Linked DNA regions of Pan troglodytes: region 1 is linked to region 2. The links are chromatin contacts, called in public Hi-C maps. All regions are on one chromosome and are shown on one strand. Each heading gives the region's core, a stretch centred on a gene start, on an enhancer-like site or on the middle of the called end of the contact. The rest is flanking DNA. Distances are from core to core; before and after follow the strand shown. Region 1 holds the start of RAP2A (RAP2A, member of RAS oncogene family). Region 2 has its middle 25 kb from the start of MBNL2.

The links. Hi-C and Micro-C count contacts between places; a contact is called where the count stands out from the background.
Region 1: a Hi-C map of stem cell-derived neural progenitor cells shows a contact between it and region 2, with 4 times the contacts expected there. The contact joins the promoter of RAP2A here to the enhancer-like site in region 2. A contact is called at or near these places in 1 of 7 Hi-C or Micro-C datasets (stem cell-derived neural progenitor cells) and 1 of 1 datasets of contacts at active chromatin or transcription factors (stem cell-derived excitatory neurons).

Annotation. Positions count from the first base shown.
Region 1 is chr14:103,033,280-103,040,105 of NHGRI_mPanTro3-v2.0_pri, forward strand. It overlaps RAP2A (RAP2A, member of RAS oncogene family), which reads left to right and starts at 2,431. Exons shown (of 2, transcript XM_509705.7): 1 at 2,431-3,051. The coding sequence starts at 2,738.
Region 2 is chr14:102,712,611-102,720,193 of NHGRI_mPanTro3-v2.0_pri, forward strand. No RefSeq gene overlaps it. Among named protein-coding and RNA genes, the nearest start is that of MBNL2, 25 kb to the right of the region's middle. Within about 2 kb of position 1,286, at least 8 of the 24 cell types and tissues checked have an H3K27ac peak or open chromatin away from gene starts, as enhancers often do. A contact at or near this core is called in stem cell-derived neural progenitor cells, where this site is marked.

The DNA of each region.
Region 1 (6,826 bases), core at 1,181-3,680, 320 kb after region 2:
CACAGTTAGAATCTTAAGACAGTCTGTCTTTCCTTGGAAAAGAAGTACAGCTTCTACTAACCCAAAGTAACCATGAATAAGCATACCAATTTTACACAAAATATGAGACTTCTGGAAAGCTAGGTGAACACCATACTTACCTACATCCTCTTGAAACATCCCTGCCAAAGTAGCTCAGATATGAAGCATCCATGTAAGCTCTTTCAATTTTAATTCACTATTTCATGTTAACTAGCCTAGGATGAAATAGTAGATCCTCTTCGGTTCCAGTTCCCTTAAAACAGTCCTGATTCTTAGTCCTTTTTATTAATATAATACCTTCACTGCTGATTCTGGTGGCTCAGATAGTACCATTCATATTTTAATGATATGTAATCAAGAAATGCTGAGTTATATTTTACTACATACACATTTTTAAATTCAGAGGACATTTGTCCTTGATAATTTTAAATGAAAACTTGGTGTGTGTTCATTACAGCAAGGTAATGCAAATATAAGTTATCCATTCTAATATAACGAAGCTATAGGGAAATAAGAAACTACTAAATTTGAGTAGTCTTTGTAGTAGTTTGACTATCGACAGAAAAGATGGTGAAAGAATACCTGGCTTTTAACTCAGACCAAAATCCCCTCTGCATGATGACCTTGTGGGAAAGAGGAACGGGGAGAGGTATGCCAGGCTCTAACAATAGAACTACAGAAATGTGTTATTCGCAGGAAATGTGCGACAGTAACGAACAGGTGAGACTAGTTTGAGAAGGACATAGTTTAAAGAAAGTAAACCGAATAACCAGTTACTGCAAAAAATAATGCAGGAATGCTTGGGGATGTATCGTCTCCTAAATTTGACGTTATGGGTGGGAGAGGGTGTGTAACTAAGATGCAATGCTAGCGACAGAACGCTAAGTTTTAAAACTCAATAGTGAAAGAAAAAAATAATGTTTTGGGAGGAACGCCTGGAAGACCCATGCAACTGCTGCACGATGTTTCCTTAAGGACCGGAACATTTCTCACCCTGAAGACAAAAGTCCCTGTGTTCTCGATTCAGCCCACATCCCTCAGCACCATTTCCATGCCCATCATTTAGGCAGAATGCCACGGAGACGACGTGAAAAGTGGAATTCATCATTCTGGCTTGCAACGCATCTTGTTCTTTTGCCAGAACAGGGCACAGCAACTGGCTCCTCAATCTCTGCCCCTCCCAAACCCCAGCAGCCGGTCCCTGTCTCCATCCCGCCGGCCTCGGTGGCAAGGGGCTCGCGAGCTCTGGTTGGCTTGGCCGAAGCTTCCGTCACTCGCCAGCTCAACTACGATTGGTTGGCAGAGCGTGCGCGAAGAGCCCGGCCTGGCAAGGCACTGGGAGGTGGGCTTGCGGATCCTGCGACTAGCGTTTTTCTCGACTGGTTGAAGGAGGAAAGTCAGGTGGCATGGGGACGCTCTCTTATTGGTCGTGAATGGTACCTTGTGGTACAGAGACGTGATGTGGTTGGCTAGAATGAATCCCAGCTTCCCACTAGATAGATGCCCCTAGCTGGCTGTTGCTATGAAGTGTCCTGGGCCTTCCGGCTGCCGTTCGGGATTCCGCTCTCCAGGTTTTCAACTCACCCGTGGCTGGCAGGGCGTGGGAAGAGCTCGACTTCAGTTCGGCACTGAAAGGGGCGGGTCTAGGAGAAATGTGGGCGGGTCCAGAGGGTTGGTGGGCGGGACCCCGACGACGTCAGCGGGCTTGGACCCGACTTCCGTGGTGTGTGGCCGCCTCTGACTCGCCCCTCTGGCGCGCTGCTGGAGGGGGGCGTCACCCTCCCATCAATGTCCTAACGCTCCAAAGCTTCATTTTGTTGCGTTTACACAACTTCAGGCAGAAGCCTGTAGGTGCCCCCCCCTTAAAGCTTCACATGCTAATACAAGATAAAACCAAAGCTCTAGGAGTGCTGACAGACTGGGTGGCATCGGACAAAGGCCCTCGCGGCCCCTCTTGGGCCCTGGGCATCTATCTCCTTCACTCCCCGCCTCAGGATAAAGCTTGGAGGTAGCTCTAGCCCCTCTACCATCTCATCCCTTCCGAATTCTTAATGTCTGAGTCGTCTCAGGTTGACGCTGCTCCTGGCTTGGGCGGGAACTGCGCATGCTCGGTACACAGGCCCTGGGGTCTGACTGGGCGCGCAGGGTTCGGCGCTGCTGGGCGGTCGCGGTGCTTGTTTATCTCCGCGCCGGCAGAAGCTTCCGAGCCGCGCAAAGCCTCTCGGGAGCGCTCGCGGCCCGTCGCCTAGGAGACGGGGGCGGGGGCGGGGCTGCGCCGCGGGCTCCGCCCCGGCCGCCGGACCCCGCCCCTGGCCGCGCTGCGGCTGGGGCTCGGGCGCGCGCTCGAGCGCTGGGGGTAGCGGCGGCGGCGGCGGCGGGCGGGGATCTGGGCGTGGAGGCGCGAGGGGCGGGGCGGGCGGCACTGCGGGCCCGCGGCTCGGGCGGCTCCAGCGGCTACCGGTCTCTCTCTGCTAGCCCTGAGTCCCACCCGGTGCCTACGGGGCCTCATCGCTGCCCGGCTCGGCCCATGCCCAGGGCCGCTGCTCCCTCAGTTGCCGCCGCCGCCGCCGGCGCCCAGGGGGCCGCCGCGGCTGTGAGGTGGGGGCGGCAGCGGGAGGCGGCGGGGCGGGCCGCCGGGGCCGGGGCTGGGGGCGCAGCGCGGCCGGCGTAGGTCTATGTCGCGGGCGGCGGCGGCGGCGGCGGCCGCGGAGGGACGATGCGCGAGTACAAAGTGGTGGTGCTGGGCTCGGGCGGGGTAGGCAAATCCGCCCTGACCGTGCAGTTCGTGACCGGCACCTTCATCGAGAAATACGACCCCACCATCGAGGACTTCTACCGCAAGGAGATCGAGGTGGATTCGTCGCCGTCGGTGCTGGAGATCCTGGACACGGCGGGCACCGAGCAGTTCGCGTCCATGCGGGACCTGTACATCAAGAACGGCCAGGGCTTCATCCTCGTCTACAGCCTCGTCAACCAGCAGAGCTTCCAGGACATCAAGCCCATGCGGGACCAGATCATCCGCGTGAAGCGGTGAGCGAGGGCGCACGGGAGCTTGGCGGCTGCACCCCGGAGTCACCGTCCCGGGGCCGGAACTCCCCGCGCGGGGCTCCGGGGAAGGGGCTGTCTGGGGGGTGGCTCCAAGCTGGAGGCTTTACTATTGTCATTCTGCTCCTCCTCCTCAATCTCAAATTTGAGTGCTTTGTTTCACAACTAAAATTTGGCATCGTGTTAGCCCACAGAACAGCTCTTTGTCTCTTGGACGTTGTTAGCATTGCTTGTTACAGAGCCCCAAAGGAAACAAAGTTTAAAACTTGCAGGGGGGAAAGGGGTGGATAGATTTGTCTTGGGAAGAGAGGAACTGTGCAGGTATAGTCGAGACATTTGCAGACTGAACAACAACAACAATCTGCCTTGGCAATGTTTGACAGTAAAAATCGCTCACACACCTATACAGTAAAGTCAAGTCCAGAGGAAGGAGACCTTTCTCATCTCGTTAAAGGTTTATGGTTCCAAGGCGTTTTACAAAAATGAAGTCTCTAATTTAGTGCAAAACTTTAAAGACAGATTATCAAATTATTTGAAGACATCATAAGCTAAATGGGGTTTCGAGAATATTAACATAGAGGAGTACAAATAAGCCATTCACAGGAAAAGAATGCAGCTTAACTGTTTTTTTGTTTTTGTTTTTGTTTTTAATATAGCCGCCTTAACCCCTTCCAAAAAACAAAAACACCACCACACCACCACCACCAGTTCCTGGAAACAAAACAGAAGCTTCTTCAAAAGTGTGACACAAGTATTAGCTAATTTAAAGTTAATGTTAATAAGCCTTTTTATATATATATAAATTCTTTTCTAAAGTATACATTTTGGAAATATGGCTGATAAATGATTTTAAATGGTTGTTTTCTCTTAAATTCACTGAATATATTTTTCCGTGTAATTTTAAGCATTAGAAATGTGATAATATCTTAGTTCAAAGTTTTGGCAAATTTTTCTAATTATCATTTAATTACACATTACTGTTTCATCTAGTTCTTGTTAGTTAATGCCTGCTGATAATTTTGGTGTCCTTTTTTTCCTGCCTTATTCTACCTAGAGCCTAAATCTGAAGACCTTTACTGAAAGATGGTTGTAAGTGCACCGTAGACACAGTCACATTGTAAGTCAGTTTGAGTCCACTCATTTTGAAAGAGCAAGGACCAAGTTATGTGTACCCAGGGGATGATCAAAAATTCATTACGAGTAGTGAGTTTTTAATGCAACCTATGAGATCAAAGAGAAGGCTCTCTTTCTATTGCTCCACCCCCCCTTAACTAATTGAGTATGCACTTTAATCGCTGAACTAAAATCGTGCATGTTATTCATCCTTGTGTTAAATTCCAAACTAGAATAAAGCAGATATTTTCGTGGTCTCTGCTCCTAAGATTTGTAAATTTGATAGCTTTGTACTTCTCCAGTATCATTTTCCTAAAGTTAAATGTTTATAGTTAAGAGATGAACAATTCTGGTGTTAAACTTAGTATGAGGATGGCATTTAAGGGGCTACATTTAAGTTACTTAAATTCTTATTACCCCCTCCCCCAACCACTCAATTAAAAAGAAACAAACCAAACCAACTGCAGGGTAGTCTGATACATTGCCACATGTCAATGTTAGGCCAAATGCCTACATCAAAAAATAATCTAAGTAAATGCCCCAACTGCCTCACCCTTCACATTTAGATATATATGCTTAAAGATATGAAGATGCAGATATACACTGATAAAGCCATATACCCATGGCTAACTTCTTGACACAAGCCTAGGGAACAAATACGGCAAAATATTATTGGATAATATGGTCCACATAATTTTGTAGTTTCTTGTAATTTAGTGCAGATTACTTTTCTCAGTTATAATAATAGGTTAGTCTAAACTCAGTATATTGGAGCAATTTGTTTATTTTCACTATGACCCAGAGGAAAAACATAGAGTAAAATTCTGCATGCCAGTATCATTTTACTCACTAGTCTCAGTTCTTGACATAAAAAGATCATTGATCAGCTGAAGTAGAGTTCATAAATTCTCTTCACCAGAATTCAACCGTTGTATACATAAGAACCTCTTGGACCCTCACTTGTGTGTCTTTGTAATATGGTAGTAGTAAGGTATTTTACACCTCATCCTAACCCCAGCGTCTGGCTTCCCATCATTGATGGAGAGGACGTGTGAATGCAGGTGGCCTCTTCTTTACCAGTCTTTCAGTATTTGATACCTACTGTCAAATTCAGTATTCAGCTTTAGGTCTAGGTCAGCACTTTTCAATAGAGATATAACGTGAGCCACATATGTAATTTTAACATTCCTAGTAGCTGATTTTTTAAAAATAACATAAATATATGGAATTAATTTTAATGTATTTTATTTAACCCACCATATTTAAAATAGAATCATTTTGACATGTCAGTATTCAAAAATTATTAATAAGGTACTTTACTTCTTTATACTGTGTCTTCAAAGTTTGGTATGTGTTTGACCTACCACATCTCAATTCAAACAAGTCACATTTCAAGTGCTCAGTAGCCGTTATGTGGCCACAGGCTGCCATATTGGACAACAGAGGTCTAAGATGTATATGATTTGGGGAAATGCTTGCTTATTTCTCTAAGCTTCAGTTTCCTTATCTGTGAAATAGAGATTAGCATGCACCTTCCAGAGTCCTTGTTAGAATTAAATGAGATAATGTATTTTAACATTCCCAAAACAATACCAGTACACAGACATTGCTCAAAAAATTCTAGCTGTCATTCTTACTTTAATAACTTTGTCATTTATCTTCCTTAAATGTTACCCTTGATATAAATGTAATTTTAGAAGAAATAAATTTGTAACTGCATTTTGGAATTCATTACTTAGTATATTCAAGATGAGACTTTGTGTTGGTATTCTCTTGAAATTATTTCCCCTTATGAAGGATCTGATGGAAAAGGGCATGAGAATGAACATTTAACTTCAAGTACAGTATAGCAATAATGCATAGCACTAATGCATAGCCAAACAACGAATGGAGCTTTTCATTTTTCATTTTCATTTCAAATAATAGCAGTCATTTTCAAGGATTGCTATTACTTGAAATGTTTCACTTTTAAGAAATGTGAAACTGACCCATACTCCCTTAAGTGTCTGTAAGTGTACATACCTCCGTATACATACATGACCTCTTGTCAAAGCCAAGTGGACCAACTGAAAATGGCTATATTTGTAAATTCATATGCTTTCTTTTCTTAACTTGATTTTGGGTGAGATGACACACACAGAGAAGAGTAACAGGGATATAGGAAATGTTTTTCAGTTGAAATAAAACTAGAATTTTTTTCTGATTTTGTAATTGCTTTTCTCATTGTTACCCATGCCAGGATCAGCCATGGTCCTGACGTGAAGTTCTTGGAACATGATATACAAGGCCTCTTTGCTGTTAGGAAAAAGTCCAGAAATCTTCAACATGACCTTTCACAGTCCAGCTTGCTCTTATCCCTCCCTGCCTGTGCAGCCTCACCTCTTGCACCCATCCTTTTATTCTAGCACCCAGACCTTAAGTCCTTGAAAGTACCTTTCTCTGGGCTCTCCTTTGGCCTGTGGAAATCTACCTTTTGCAGAGTTAATTCCTACTCCGTCTTTCACCCTCACCCCTGCTTAATCCATTTATACCGGAGGTTGCAAATGTTTTTTGTGAAATATCAGACCTTAGCAATGACCTTGAACAGTAGGATATAAATAACTCCCACAAGCTTAGCGTTCCAATAATGGAACACTAGGCATAGATG
Region 2 (7,583 bases), core at 36-2,535:
AATCTACAGAAACCCATTCTATCAAGTTCTGCCTCAGAGAACGCCCGTTAGCCTGACATAGGATGTTTCCTTAGTGTTGTCGTTGCCTGTTGTTGGGCCCTCCAGACAAGCTCAGCGCCGTAGTGGCTCCATGTTCGAGCTCTGTTTTGTAAGCCATCTAGCATTTCGCTTCCAAGGGTGGAAGGCTGGAGTGGCAGAGGAGCTGAGAAATGTAATATCAGCCAGTGAGAAATGCAGACTGGAACCTGAACCGTCTTTGGTTCACATAGTCTTGGTTGAAATGATGTGGTCATTTATCTCGATGGATGTTTGTCCTACTCAAGACAGTTTCTTCCTAAACCAGGGCAAGACTTTCCCCCTCCCCTCCTTTCTCCACTTCTCTTCTTCCATCCCCTCAGCATTGAATCCTTCCAGTGCCCAGGAATTCCTCCAGATCCTATACGTTCCAGAAACAGGCAACCTCCTGCTCATTCAAGGAATGCTGGAATTTAATACTGTCTGTGCCACCTTTTTTTTGCCCTGAATGATGAATGAGTGAATGAATGAATGAATCACATAGAAAACACCTTGTCGTTTCAACTTAATTCTGAAAATACATTCAAATGTATTTTTGTGCTTTTTGCTGAGTTTCTACCTGAAACAGCTGCCCATCCTTTTCACACCATTGGCAGTTTCGTGTGATTTTATTTTTTCCCTTCCTCAGATTTCCTGGTTACTTTTTTTTTCAAAGCATGAAGCTGTAAAAAGAGTGTGGGATTTGGAACTGGGCTGCCTGCATATTAGTCCCAGCCTTGCCCCCGACTCGCTGACAAACCCTGAGCATGCCACTCACCCTGTGAGCCTCAGTTTCCCCACCAGTGAACGGAGACCCAGCCAAGCTCCCGCGAGTTCTGTGAGGATGTACAAAAAAGAGCTTTGAAAAGGTGACATGCAGATGACTCTCTTTCTTTTCTTTTCTCTTTCTTTCTTTCTCTCTCTCTCCCTCCCCACCTCCCTCCCTTCCTCCCTCTCTCTCTCTTTCTCTCTCTTTCTTTCTTTCTCTTTTCTTTCTTTTCCTCTACTGTGTCATCTCCATTTGCTTTCTCTAATGTTCTTCTCTTTTCTCTCCTGAAAACTGGCATTTCAAAAACTGTTGCTGTTGCAATGAGTACTTGCCTTTTAAAAATCTTCAAGTTGCTAAGCAGCGTCAGCCCCCCCTTCCCCTTTTGTGCAGCCTGGTTGCCATAGTATCATCTGAGCATGGTAACAAGAGGCAAAGAGCAATCATTTTTCACTAAATAGGGCTGGGCAGACAGATAAACATGCTGCAGTGTTTCCTTACAACCTGTCTCGAGGAAGGGGGGATGCTGCTCTGTAGTACACAACTCTGTTGCTTTCATCAGCCGCTACCTTGGTTTCCTGTTGGCTGAGAGCGGCTCTCCTCACCTGTAGCTCCTGGCATGTCATCCCACCCCTGGCACAGCACTTCCTAAAAAAGGCTTTTGAAGGGATGCTGCTGCTACTCCCTTATTTGTAGCTATTTAGGGCTAAATGCAGACTCAGATCCTTCTCAGATAGTTGCTAAACATAGAACATTGAGTGTGAATCAGTACTGTGCCTAAAGTTTCTTGTGTCGTAGCAGGTTTGGAGAAGATAATTAATAAACGTCATCGGAGTGACATCAAAGGGTGTTCTTCAAAAAATGGAAGAGGTTAAGAGAGAGATGAAAATAAAGAACCTACTTGAAATCTAACATGTATTTGAGAAATTTAAATCCAGATTCCTGTTCTTCAGCTCACAAGATCAGATACATGATTAGCAAGGTTATGAACTGAAGCACGGGGCAGAGAGGGAAGTTTTTCCCCTTGGTCCATGTAGGCAGGGAATGTCCACAGGTATGGGTTGACTCATTAAAATACGGAGACATTTCCCTATGCATTGGTGCTGCTCTAGTGCACAGTGTCCTCTTAGTGCCCGGCCACCCTCACTCCAACCCCAGGACCCTAGGGGGTCCCCACAACCCACTGTCAAAGGGTTAAGGCTGGCACAGCATGGGGTTCTCCAGGAGCCTGCAATACCCCCACCCCAGCCCCTAGATCTGAGGCCAGCAACTATTCTGATGAGTCAGGGTCACTGCCTTACTCCCTTGTTAAGTCTTAGGAATATCAGCTCCTAAAGCTACCCACATGTACGCCTAACCTTTTTCTAAATAAGTCCATTTTTCTTGTGGAAGCAAAATTTACTCTTCCAGATTAAGCCATCAGCGGAGTGTGCCGCCCTCTGCAGACACCCAGCCCTCTTTGGGAAGACATTCCCTTTGAACTTGGGTCGCAGGATTGAGATGAACAAGCACTGTCACCCCTACTCTCATGCTCGACTGCCCCATGACAATGACACAATTGCCAGGCAGCTGCTTAAAATGAGGAGCTCACTCCATGGCTTCAGGGGGCTGTGTGTGTCGATCCTCTGAGCTGATTTCCCTACATCTTAAACATGCATGGCTCAGAGGGACCTACAAAGAGGCCTTTTCAGGCAAGGGCAGGGCTATCCCCAGACTCCTTTAAACAAATCAACTTCTCCCTTAAAGCGGAACCAAGTTTCCCCTTCCATGAGTTTTCCAGGACCTTTCCTATTCTTGTGTTTAACAGTTTCTGCCCTTCTTCCTTCCTGCTGGAAGCCACGTCAGGGCTAATAAAATGTCTTGTCAGAGGAATCCTGGAACCCAGGAAGGGAGAGAAGAGATTCCGCAATCTGCACTGGCCAGGCAGGAGCCTCCGACATCAGAGACAGACGGCATCCATCCAGCGTCTCTCAGAAGGAACTGCAGCTGCCTCCCTCAGTTACCCCACCCAGGGTCTGCTGAGCCTTGCTCGAGGAAAGTGCTCTGTGATGTCTAAGGAATGCCTCGTGGAAGTCTGATTTGCTTTTGTCTGGACTTGGGAGGAAGCAGAGGTTAGCTGTCAGAGTGCCCTGTATGTATGCCCTTCTGAATCCCAGCTTTCTCGACTCACCCACCTTATTCGTCTACTTGGACTCCCTGATCAAATGAAAAAAGTTTCCCTGTCCATGTGAGTGGTACCTACCACACCCTCCTTAGCATATTGACTGGTAGGTCCCTTGTCTATAGCCTTGTCTGACTGCATAACAAAGCTGTGTTTCCCAAAAAGAACTCCTTCCCCTTTTCCAGATTCTACAAACTTCCATGCTATCCCTAACTTGACTGTGCCTAGAAGGCCATTGGTCAGAGCTTCACATGGCTTTGGCTGTTTTGCTGGCCAAGTTATTTTTGGATTGAGTCCCAGTGGTATGCTGATAAATGTTTTATAACTGACTCTCAGGGGTATTGGGGGGGGGGCAGCAAAAGAAGAAAAGCCCTGATTTGTGGCAACTGGCGATTTCTCTTTCCTTTCTTTCTTTCTGTCTTTCTTTCTGTCTGTCTGTCTTTCTTTCTTCCTTCCTTCCTTCCTTTCTTTCTTTCTTTCTTTCTTTCTATCTTTGTCTTTCTGTCTTTATCTCTCTCTCTCTTTTTCTTTTTCTTTTTTTTGATGGAGTTTCTCTCTTGTTGCCCAGGCTGGAGTACAATGGCACAATCTCGGCTCACCACGACCTCCGCCTCCTGGGTTCAAGTGATTCTCCTGCCTCAGCCTCCTGAATAGCTGGGATTACAGGCATGCACCACCAGGCCTGGCTGATTTTGTATTTTTTGTAGAGATGGGGTTTCTCCATGTTGGTCAGGCTGGTCTCAAACTCCCAACCTCAGGTGATCTGCCCTTCTCGGCCTCCCAAAGTGCTGGGATTACAAGTGTGAGCCACCGTGCCCGGCCACATCTGACAATTTCTATGGTGTAAAAACTCCCACCATGGTCAACAATAAACTACCAAACTGGAGTCAGTGAATGCCGGACTGGGGGAGATGTGCCCAGTTGGTTCTTGTGAGCTGGTGCAAGCTGGCTCTAGCACACCACTGAAGTAAACCCTTCTTCACGGGAACGTGACTGTCCATCTTTTTTCGTGTTTTCTTCCTGTACCTTGTTTCCAACTAACATCTGTCAGGTGTGCCAATTCTTTCAGCCAGTGGTTTCCAAACTGTTTTTGGACAAAAGTCTTAATGTTCATATAAATAAGTGAAGTACATAAATGCAACAGCAGCCTGGTTGGGAAATTGGGGAAGGTTCTGGGCCCTACACTTTCCTAGAACCAGGGAGAACACTAGGAATCACCACTTTAGGGTATTTTCCTCCACTCATTGATGACTTGAAACAATCCCGAATTCTGTGGCGTATATGACATAGCTCTTGACCCATGATTATTGTGTTGAACTCTTTGGCATAGTTGAAATGAACAATCTTGTGGATTTACTTGGAACCATTTGTAACACCCATTGTTTTCGGCCAGGAGGGGTTCTCAGGAGCTTCATTAATCAACATAACAATGATGACCTTATATGCACTGCAGGACAGGCAGTTACAGTGGGAGCCCTTGCTCTACCAGGATACCTAATTTAAGTGTTTGTCTACAGCTCTGAATGTTCTCTGGCTTCAGCTGTCTACCAAAAACTGAGAGCTATGAGTCACACCACTTAGCTGGCTGCAGGTTTCCAGTCCTGCTTTTTTTCTCAGTCAATACCTTTCTCTCTCTCTTATTTTCTCTCTTTGTGTTTGGTATTATTTCATGTTAATTCAGATAGCCCTAAAAGATTTTTTAGTATATTTCCCCTCCAACAGAGTACTTCCATTTTTATTAATCTATATTAATGTATATGTAATATACATTACATATAATGTAAATCATAGCTTAATGGGAATGCACCATTTAATGCATTTCTTTCATTTTGATGGGAGAAATAGCCTTGGAATTTCCTGAGGCTTCAACAATCAAGTTATTAATAGAGAAATAAAGTAAAAATTATAAAGCAGGAAGGGGGCCTATAAAGAAAGACAGAAGACAGAGTTGCAGGAAGGTTTTCCCAGTCTATGAACCCTTGATATCTCTCTGACCCATCGCTGCATTATGTAGGATCCAAAGGTTCTTCTTGTCCCAGTTATTCAAGGCCATGTTCTTAACTCTGAGAGCAGTTGTTAACTGGGACATATCAATGTTTGGGACTGTCTTCAGGCTAAGTGTGACTTAAGTGGCCTTTCCAGTCTCCCACGCTGTAGGGAGGTACTCACATGCAAAAGCTTAATAGGCTTTAACTTTATGCTAACAGTGTGAAGTGCTAATAGTTGGATTTCAGACATCAAACTGGTTTAGGGCATAGAATGAGGAAACAACTTCTCTAGATGGATGGCCCTTATCAGCACCTCCACAATCACACGTGTAGGTCATTGTTACTTCCATTTGCATGTGTGGCCAGCTGTATTGGTCCGTCAGGAATGCAGAAGGCCAATCTGCCCCACATCTCCATTGTTGCTGGACTTCTCCATTTATACATCCTAACGGGCTTCACACAGAACCTATCCAAAACAGAACCACACAAGTTCAAGTTGTATTCCATGCTCCACATCTCAATGAGAAGTTGTTACTCAAGGTTACCCAGACCACAGGTTAGTGAGTCCCATTTGGACTCCTCTCTACCTGCTCTCCATTCAGTTGTCAAGTTCTATCAACTTCTTTTTCAATTTCCTTTCACATTTCTCTTTCTTTCTAGCTCCAATACTATTGCTCTAATTCAGGCTACTTTAATTTTTTCCTAGTCTGGAAGAATGTTTTATTCATAGGACATTTTCAATAACTATCAGTTAAATGGCTGGGCGACTATAGAAGCTTCCTTTTAACTGGCAATCCTGCCTCCCAGACAATTGTGCTATATGCCTTTCATTTATACCTCATGCTTTAATGAAAGTTCTAGAACATAAAGTGGATCATGTCGCTCTTGGAGGTAGTAGCACTGCACACACCATACACCCCATCTTGCTTGTCTTACCCAACATGGTCTCACCTGCTCTTCAATCTGTCCTTCCAAGCACTTACGTAGCATCTGCTGCCTCCACAGGATCTACTGGACTTTGTTCCTCAGTGTTCATCCCACACCCCAGCCTTACCAAATTCCTGTTTCAATCTGACCCATTTCTGGGAGTTATTTTAGTATCACATCTTTACCTCCACTCGGGATATTGTTTTTCACTTAGGCCTTGTGCCAGATTATCTCTTTCCCCCTTTCTGTGTTCTGGATCACAGGGGCTTCGAAGCCTGGGAACTACATTTCCCAGAAGCCTCCTTCAATTCTGTGAATAGGAAGATCTTAAGTGAAATTCAGAGGTAGAAGAGAAGGAGACAGAAGTATTGTTCCTGTGGCAGCAACAGGCAGATTTAGGGACTTTTGCAGATGGCCTGCGTAAGATTTGACCATGACTTCCAAGAGTCCTTTTGTAAATCACCTATAGGGCTGTTGCAGGCATCTGAGATCTTGATTAAAGTTTCCTGCAATTCCTGAACTTCCTGATTTCCTAAATTCTTTTTTAATGTTTTTACTTTTTAATTATTAATTGACAAATTATAGTTGTAAGTTTTCTTAAATTCTAAAAGCAGCTCTTACTGACCTTTGTTCCCTTAGCCTCCCAAAGGTCTTGTGAACCTTAAACTCCCTGCATCAAATCTTTTCTGCTGGAAATATCTGCAGTGGTTTCTCCTTTCTCAACCAAACCTTGACTACCACAAATCAGGCAGTCAATTATATGGAAATGATTTTAAGCCAAGTCTCAGCTTCAAGCTTGCTAAGATGTAGCCTTTTATTCCCTCTGTGGTTGCAGAAATCTATAAGATTCCATGCCTGCTTACGTTCCTGGCTTGTGTTTTGGGTCCATTGCATGAATTCAACCCCACGTGGTGGATCCCAGCCCACGTGGCTAAGACTTTGGTGCCTTTCCTAAATTTTACTGGCCTGTCATATGAGGGAACTTAACTCTCACCCCTTAACTCTCATGCCTACTCTACCTCTTGAAGTCATGCTCTGAATTGGACAACCTTTCTGGAACCAAAGGGCTGCCATCACTCAACTTCAATATTTACTACTGCCTGGAAACATCTGCTCTAGTTCTTTACTCGTTCTTTGGCTATAATCTCCTTTTTGGTTCCAGTCAATGTGATTAACCATTAAATCCTCGCCCCCTCTCTCCAGGTGACAAATCATACGCCAACTTTGCTGTTGTGACCTGGTCATGCCTCATCCCTCTTTTGTTCTAGTCTCTTTTCTTCTATTCTAGTCTGGACTTGAAGTCCCAGCACACTCCTCAGTTGAGCCTGTCAAGGTTATAGCATTAAGCTAATAACTTAGCAATTCCTTAAAAGCATAGCATTTTTCTATCCTGTCATTTCACTTCAAGTCCTTCTTGTAGCCAGCCTCAAGTTGGGATATAACTTATAATTACAAAAGGAACTTACTAGGATCATAGTGCATATATATTATATTATTGAACATAGAAGCATTACTCTGGTCAGAAACACTCATGGCAGATCTTCAAATTCCTGATGGCACCTGCTCTTTTCTTGCTACATACAATATTACATCATGGTAACTTGTTTTACTTTTTTCTAATATACACTATTTCCAAGAGCTTATTCATTGTCCTGAGGAATCTCTCATTCCATATTTCAGGGATCAG